Linked DNA regions of Zea mays: region 1 is linked to region 2. A link is a contact called in public Hi-C data. All regions are on one chromosome and are shown on one strand. Each heading gives the region's core, a stretch centred on a gene start, on an enhancer-like site or on the middle of the called end of the contact. The rest is flanking DNA. Distances are from core to core; before and after follow the strand shown. Region 1 holds the start of LOC100276012. Region 2 holds the start of LOC103641248 (ent-copalyl diphosphate synthase).

Region 1 (3,740 bases), core at 978-3,477, 710 kb before region 2:
CCACAACTCTTCATATGCCTTGATAATGTTGATGTCGTTGACCCTTGCATGTAGGCATACATTTTCTTACAATACTTGCACTTTGCCTTTAATGTCTTCTTTCCATCCTCGGATGCATCTCCAATAGTCACTTTATCAAAAACTTCCCACACTTTGGATTTAGAGTTGTTATCCTTTACTTTCACCCCCTTACGCCTTTTCTTGGCTTTTCTTTTGTCATCATTATTTGATTCCACAACATCAATCTCTCTCCCACCTAGGACAATCATTTCATCCTCAGACATGTCATCGTTCTTGTCAAATGAATTGCTTTCTGAATCTATCTCATTACTTTGATTCACCCCCTTCCCTTGCACACCAGATTCCATAACCTAGCAATTTATGATCAACAATATATAATGTGTTAACTGCAACTGCAAGTCTGCAAGATAAAACTGAACAAACTACATAATGTGTTAACTGCAACTCGAGCGGTGGATGAGGAATTGACGATCCTCACTGGTGGTCGGTGGATGAGGAACCGGTCGTGCAGGCGAGCGGTGGATGAGCAGAGTAGCCAGCAGATGGCGGATTGGGGCACTGGGCCAGGTAGCGGGCCAGCGGCCACCGGCCAGGTAGAGGGAGGCAGCAGGCGGGTGGCGGCAGGCGGCGACGCGGCGTGCCGGCGTGGCTGCGTGCGCGTCCGCGCGTGGTGGGGCACCGTCTACGGAACACCGGACCGCACGGCGGGCCAGCGGCGATCGCGGTAGCGCCTGGCATCGTCAGCCTTCACTCCGTCAGGGCGTCAGCCGTCAGCGGTCGCGGTCGTGCTCGCGCCAGCCGCCGAACACAAGCACGAGCGCCGCCGTCACTCTATCACAGGAGCTGAGGACTGAGGAGCACCGCCGAGGCGCCACCGCCGAGCACGAGCTGTTAGGGTTAGGTGACTGGTTTGGGCCGGGGCGGCTTGCCGGCTTGAGCTTTAGGCGCTTCAGCGCTTGCTTTGCTTGTGGGCCTATTAGGCTGCTCCGCTCTGCTGCAGCGCTGCTGGTAGCCTGGTACTTACGCAGTTACGTTGTTACTGGGCTTGGCTCGCGAGCTTGTGCGAGCTGGCTCGGCTTGGCTCGAGATTTTGTCGAGCTTGCTAAACCGGCTCGGTTCGGCTCGCCGGTAGCTCGCGAGCCGGCTCGAGCCTGCCCGAGCCGCGACGAGCTCGATCCGGCTTGCCGAGCCTGAGCTTTTTTTTCCAGCCCTAGCGGCCGTCACATGGGGTGGGGGCGGTGGCGTGGTGGTGGAGCTCGAGCGCGACTTCTGAGATGAGGAATTTGTGGCGCGGAGAGGGGCACAGCGGATGGGTGTGTGCCAGGGAGTCACGCGGGGCAGGGGTCCGCTGAGGAAGATGTAACTGCATGAACAACTCCGCATCCTTGCGTGGATGCAGAGGATTGTTGGGGGAGGTCAGCGTGGCGGCTATGGTGTCGGGGAGAGAAAGGAGAAAGACGGGAGCGGGAGGCGAGATTCAGGGGATTGTTGGGGAGGCGACCGCAGCGGGCACGGTGTCGAGAAGAGAAAACTTCGGGAGTGGGCACCCGGGCGGATGGAACGGTCCGGTTTGCCTGACGGTGATCATGGAGGAGGACAGGGCAGTGCGCGGCGCGGGAGGGGTGCAGGAATGACGGGAGCGGGGGCACGGTGAAGTGTGGACGCCCACGGTAAAAGCTTATAGAATAGTAGAGATTTAAGAGGTGCTCATTTGATATTTATTATTTTTGGCAAAAGACCCACTACCCATGACAACTTCAGGTGAAATTACGCACCATTACCACTCCTTAAAAAACAACGTTTCAGTTACTTTTTCTTGCTCCCGCTACATAACACGACTAAAATCAATAATAAAAGTTATAATAAATTAGGTTGCCAAATAGCTACATTAAAATTATCTAATCTAGATTATTTAATTTTATAATTTAGATTATATAATCTATAAGCTAAAACAAATAAAAGTGACAAGGCAACATGTGTCTCACATGCACATAGTCAAAAGCGCCGGCCCAGCTCGTTGACTCCTCGTCCCCACGCCGAATGTGTCCTACTCCTCTGCCATCATCACGGCCCAGATCGATTTGGGCCGCACTACAACTACGATTCATCTCGGAACAGCCCAACTAGCCCATTCAACATTCCTGTAAGCGCGGAGTCGGCGACGCACGGGGAGAAGTCGAACAGCGGCCGCGCGCGGGGAAGTTGCCCGGCGGCGGCGGATCTCGGAGGCAGCGACGCGCGGGTGGAGGAGCTCAGTGACAGCGCCAGTGCCTATCGAGCGAGCGAATCGAGGAGATTCTCCCCACTGTTTCTTTCCTGCTGATTCCGATTTCGCGTTGAAACACCGGGGGGAGAAGAATTGCGGGCGACCATAACTCGGCAAGAAGCGGCTCCAAAAAGGGCATCTACCTTTGCCGATTCCGGCACCGATGGATCCCGCGGCGTCGGGGAGGTTCGACAAGCTCCAGAGCTCGTTCAAGCTCTCCATCCAGTGCCTCCTCACCGCCTGCTCCCGCGAGGTTGGTTAGTTTTTGTTCGTTGGCTAGCTCTCTCGCCCCACATCCCTTCCTCAACTCCCGTTTCCTCCCTTGGCGATGCTGGTCTCGCTACGGTTTGAGCCAGCAGAAGAGCACATATCCTTGATGACGATTTGATTTCCCAGTTGTTCGTGCTACAGAAATCTGGGTTAAGCATACGATTGACTTATGTTCTTGAGCGTTTCAGGATGTCAATGACGCTTTCTCGTCCTTCACTGATGCTGAGAAGGAGCGTTTGCACCGGATGCTCACCCTTGTGAGTGTCCTGATCCATGCACTGTCCAATAATTGCTGCGATTTGCAATGAACATGTAAATTATTTTATCATTGCAATACCTACTAATTTGAATAACACGCAAAGCTAAGTTCTGTATCCAGCTAGTGAATGTGTGACTCGTGTAGATTATGCTAGTGTGAGTGTGTGACTCATGTAGATTATTCCATTTTTTCAGGTGATGAAGAATCTGCATGCCAACGTAGTGGTACAATTTTTTGTTCCAAGCTATTCTCTGCATAGTCTTTTTGCATTCAGATTTTGTTCAAATACATGCCACTGTTGACTGTACCATGGATTTCTTGACCACGCTTCCCTTTTGTAGTGCCATTACATTCCTAGCTTACTACTTTATTAGCAATGAGGACATTCTGTGATTAGAAACAAAACCTAGGCTAAGGGTTATGTTATGTTAACTGTTTATTATATAATGCCTTTGTGCCTGTCTCTCGCTATGTTTTCTGCTGCCTCACTTGCACGGTTTACCACTTGTATCTAATATATAAGCTTGCATTCTTAAATTACAAAACTGATGTCCCTTCTGTTCTGTTTGCCAAGCCCACGAATGTAACTGCCAATCTGCTGGGTGTGTGTGTGTGTTTCTTCTATTTTGTAAAACCTTTTTTCTTCTCTTATTAATGAAATGATAGGCAGCTCTCCTGCGTATTCGAGAATAATTTGTTTTCTCTTCATATTGCAGGATGAGTTTGACGACTTCTGCCAAGAAACACAGGTACTTTTGAAATCAGTATTTTCTGAAACATGTTGACATACTTTCATCACAATTTGTGGATTTTCGACAAAATTTGTTTCTGGTTAATTAACAGTTCAACTCAGTGAGACTTTCGAGAGAAAAAAAAGTTCAACTCAGTGAGACATATTACCGTTTAGATATTGTTTATATTCAT
Region 2 (4,047 bases), core at 1,136-3,635:
CAATAATGATATTTTAAACTTGTTTTTAGCAACATGGCAATAAAGCTTGTGCATAGGGTTGCCATATGCAAAGTACCTCACTCTAAGGACCGGTTCATTGAGTAATCATTAAGATTTTATTATGCAACCACAATAACTAATTAGACTTAAGATATCGAATGAGTGGATGCTTACTCGGCTTGGCATAAGAGGGGGTATATGATATAGACCTTTCGGTGCCAAGTGCGGTGCAGGGTTGACCAATCATTTTCGGAGTGGAGGTCTATACTGACAAACTAGGTGAAATCATGTAGCAGCCTGAAAATATCCAATGACTGTAAAAAATGGCATTGTAGTGAAAGTATCTGTAGCACATCTCGGAAGTGTGTAAGGGTCAGTACAACTCAGACAAAGTGGAAATTTTCGCCTTGTGGGTAAAGTATACAAACTAATATCAATCGTTCTCATGGTTAAGAGCGAACTTAGGGTTTCCTCACATATTAGAGTTCTCCTAAGGCCTTGTTCGTTTCTACCGGATTGGTGGGTCGGAACGATTCCTGACCGGATTGCTTCTCTAATTTATATAAACTTTGATTAGCTGGAACGATTCCGGGTGCAATCCGACGGAAACGAACAAGGCCTAATATGGTTTGGATTTCGGTAGGTTCTCATATAGATTTACTTTATGTTTATGGCAATTTGAAAGATTATGCTTTCACCTTAATAATAGATGATAACTTAATCAACTAAAATGGTAATGATTAGTCAGTCCACTATATAGTCTTCATATGATTGCTTTAGTGTCACTTACTTATCACAACGAGTACTCAACTTTGCTATTTTCTACAACAACTATGTTGTATATAATGCATCCGCTAGTTAGATGGAGATGGTAGTGATCCAGAAGTATAACGACTATTACCACTAGTTTGGAATTCCATTTTCTCATGGTATTTTTATTTTTCAAGGGAAATTGGTTCATTTTCCCTTGAGAAAATAGAAATTCCTTAGTAAAATGGAGAACCCCATTTTTTCAAGAGATTTCTATTTTTCCTTGAGAAAATGAACTAATTTTCCTTGGAAAAATAGGAATCTCTTGTAAAAATGGATTTCTAAACTAGCACTTAGTGGGAGACCACCCATCAGATTAATTTGAGGTTCCAGGTTTTATAGTTATAAACATTATTTGTTAATCTTTGTTCACTCGTTTCTTGTGTGTAATAATTTATTTATACGATTTATTTAAGTATCATATGATGAAATTTATCTAAATTAATGTCATTGTGTACGTGAAATTGATATTGACACATACATAATTTGTATTTGGTTGTTTATACTCTGTTCGTTTTGGATTAAAGTCGACCGTTTTGACTGCTGCAGCTAGGGATGGGCGGGGCTTGAGCCTCTCCTACCGCTGTCAAGTCCATGGAGCTCCACTAAAGCCTCTCGTAAGAAGGGGTTTCTATACTACAGTGGTTTAGTTTAGTACTTTCCAATTTTTTTTCTGGCTTCGTCTCTGGCTGCAGCTGTAATTTATAGAAACAAAAACATCGTATAAGCAGTAGAAGCCGGTACGGCAAACAGGCTGATAACTGCTACATCAGTACTAATTTAATATGCTTAAGCCTACAGCCGCTTATAAAAGCATACAGATCGATGTAGTTTCTGCACCAAGGCTAGAGCATCCCTGTACAGAGTGGATTGTGATACGGTTAGCATCTTGTATCTAGCTAGCTAGAGTTGGGAATGCAGGCGTCACCCCAACACGTTCCGGTGCTCCGGGCATGGCAACGTCCTTCAATGCGGCCACAACGTTCTCGGCTTCGACGGCCTGGTGGTAAGTCTTATAACAACTATCTTTAAAATTTAAAATAGAGCTCTAAAAATTGAAACATGACTGCATTTAAAATGTTTTAGGGTCTCAAAATTTTTTTACTATAGCAATTAGGTATTAAATAATACTATTTAGGAAATAAATTATATTATTGGGAAATAAATAGCTATAGATTAAGAAGAAACAATGATAGAGATCTAATATATGGGGTACTATATTTAGTATCCTAGAGATCGAGATGAATTTTTATAAGATTGACGCTTTATGATCCTTGGTTCTATATTTCAAAATACAAACATTGTTGAGGGCCTCTCGCGGAGATGCTTCTTGTAATTGAAGTGCCGTCCATTTTTTTTTAGGATTATATTGCCAGTCGGCATTGCATCAAATCCACGAGAAAGTCAATAATTGGTAACTGCCAGGGGCGGAGGGCCCAGTATGGCCTACGCCATATCTCGGCCCATACAAACACCAGCCCATAGATTACCCATACAGCAGCCCACCACGTAAGAAACAGTCCAGCCCAGCTGGTGCCGTTCGCTTGGTGCTTCCTCCCTCAGCGCCGTTGTCCTTTGACCCGGCGCGGCGGTGCCCAACCTCGCTGCTCGTCCGACGCCCGTACGTCGCCCTTCGCGTCCTCCCTCCTTACTCCCTCGCCAAGTCGCCCGACGATGGATCTGCCGCGACCCCAGGCTCCCTGTTGTCGGCGCCCTGCAGACCTACGTCCTGCCCCCTGCTGCATCGATGCGCCCAGGCCCAGCGACCTGCGCGGCTGCGCCCCGGCAGCCGGCGCCCTATGGAAACCCTCCGCTTCGTATCCCCGTGCTGCCGTGCCGCCAGCCTCCGTGAGGGTGAGATCCCCTGTGTCCTTGTTCCTCCTCTGTTTGCACATTGAGATAAGAAGCTTAATGGAACTTTGCTGCTGTATTGATTCATGGCTAGTTTTCAGACATTAAGATATACTAGTTAGTATAGATACCACTTGCACCATTAGCTACCAGATTAAACAGCTCAGCCCGTAGATTGAGTAGAGCGTCCGCGTGAGAGGGGAAGGATGGCGGTACGTCGCCTAGGTCTGGGGTTCGCTTTTTTGCTGCTATGAAGATAACCAGAGCAGCGGCCCGTATGGATGCTGCTCCCTAGAGACTACATTTATTTCATAGCTTCTAGTTGCTAATCGCCAGTAGTATCACAAAAGAATAGCTATTCGTACTCCTTTCTAGTTTCTACACGAGAAGACAAAAGACAAAGAAAAAGCAGTCACCATTGAGGAAGAACTAGTGACCAAATTAGGAAGGAAATAAACAAAAATAAGACATGAAATCACCGCGCAGCCATCCGCGCGACTGCGTCCTGCACTCCTGCTGTCTGCTCCCCACAACTCCTCCGTCTCAACCTCCCGTGTCACCTCCCTCAGTCCACCCAGTCAACCGCGCTTCCGCTCCGCTACTACCTCCTGCCACCGGCGAAGCCCGGGCAGGCTGGGCTCTGGCTCCGCCACCGACTATCTCCGAACTTTTATATATGATGTTCGCACATGTTTTAGACAGTCAGAATTAGTTCATTTGCCTTGTTGGAAAATGTCTTGTATTTCCAACCGGAGGTATAAGAATATATTGCCTCTTACTACATTAAAACTATTGCAAAAGAGCATGATATCTAATAGCCGTCTCTAACCATGTTTGTTGTGTTGGGTTAGATTATCTTCTCGCTTTCACCTTTTTTTGGAATACAATGAGTTTATGCACTACTACCATACCTTATTTTCCGTTTCTCCTTCACTAACTGCATGCCAAGAGAAAGCAATATATTATACTCCCTCCGTTCATAAATATATGACACCATTGACTTTTTTAAAAAAACTTTGACCACTCGTCTTATTAAAAAAATGAGTTACCATTTATTTTTTGTGATTTGTTTTATCACTTAAGGTACATTTTTGAATAAATATTTTGAATGAGACGAGTGATCAAAGTTTTTGAAAAAAGTCAACGGTGTCATATATTTGTGAACTAAGATAATATATGGTCATGGTAGTTTCTTACAACATGATTCCATAATAGGATCGAATTTTGTTAAGTAGAGTGATACATCCTGCATCTCCAAATAAATCAGCTTTTATAGTTATCCTAGGCTCAACTTTTGTAAGTTTGCCCAAATTTATACTTCATTGTCCTAAACTCTTAGCTCCTAAGTACTATACTGAGTTCGGATTCTAAGCTATAGATCATTTT

The links. A called contact is a pair of places that touch in the nucleus more often than the background predicts.
Region 1: a contact with region 2 is called in a Hi-C map of leaf, with 4 times the contacts expected there. The contact joins the promoter of LOC100276012 here to the promoter of LOC103641248 in region 2. A contact is called at or near these places in 6 of 25 Hi-C or Micro-C datasets (ear, leaf and tassel).

What each region holds. Positions count from the first base shown.
Region 1 is chr10:77,657,460-77,661,199 of Zm-B73-REFERENCE-NAM-5.0, reverse strand. It overlaps LOC100276012, which reads left to right and starts at 2,227. Exons shown (of 8, transcript NM_001149906.2): 1 at 2,227-2,540; 2 at 2,746-2,814; 3 at 3,011-3,040; 4 at 3,533-3,565. The coding sequence starts at 2,451.
Region 2 is chr10:76,952,020-76,956,066 of Zm-B73-REFERENCE-NAM-5.0, reverse strand. LOC103641248 (ent-copalyl diphosphate synthase) reads left to right here and starts at 2,385. Exons shown (of 11, transcript NM_001361169.1): 1 at 2,385-2,664. The coding sequence starts at 2,485.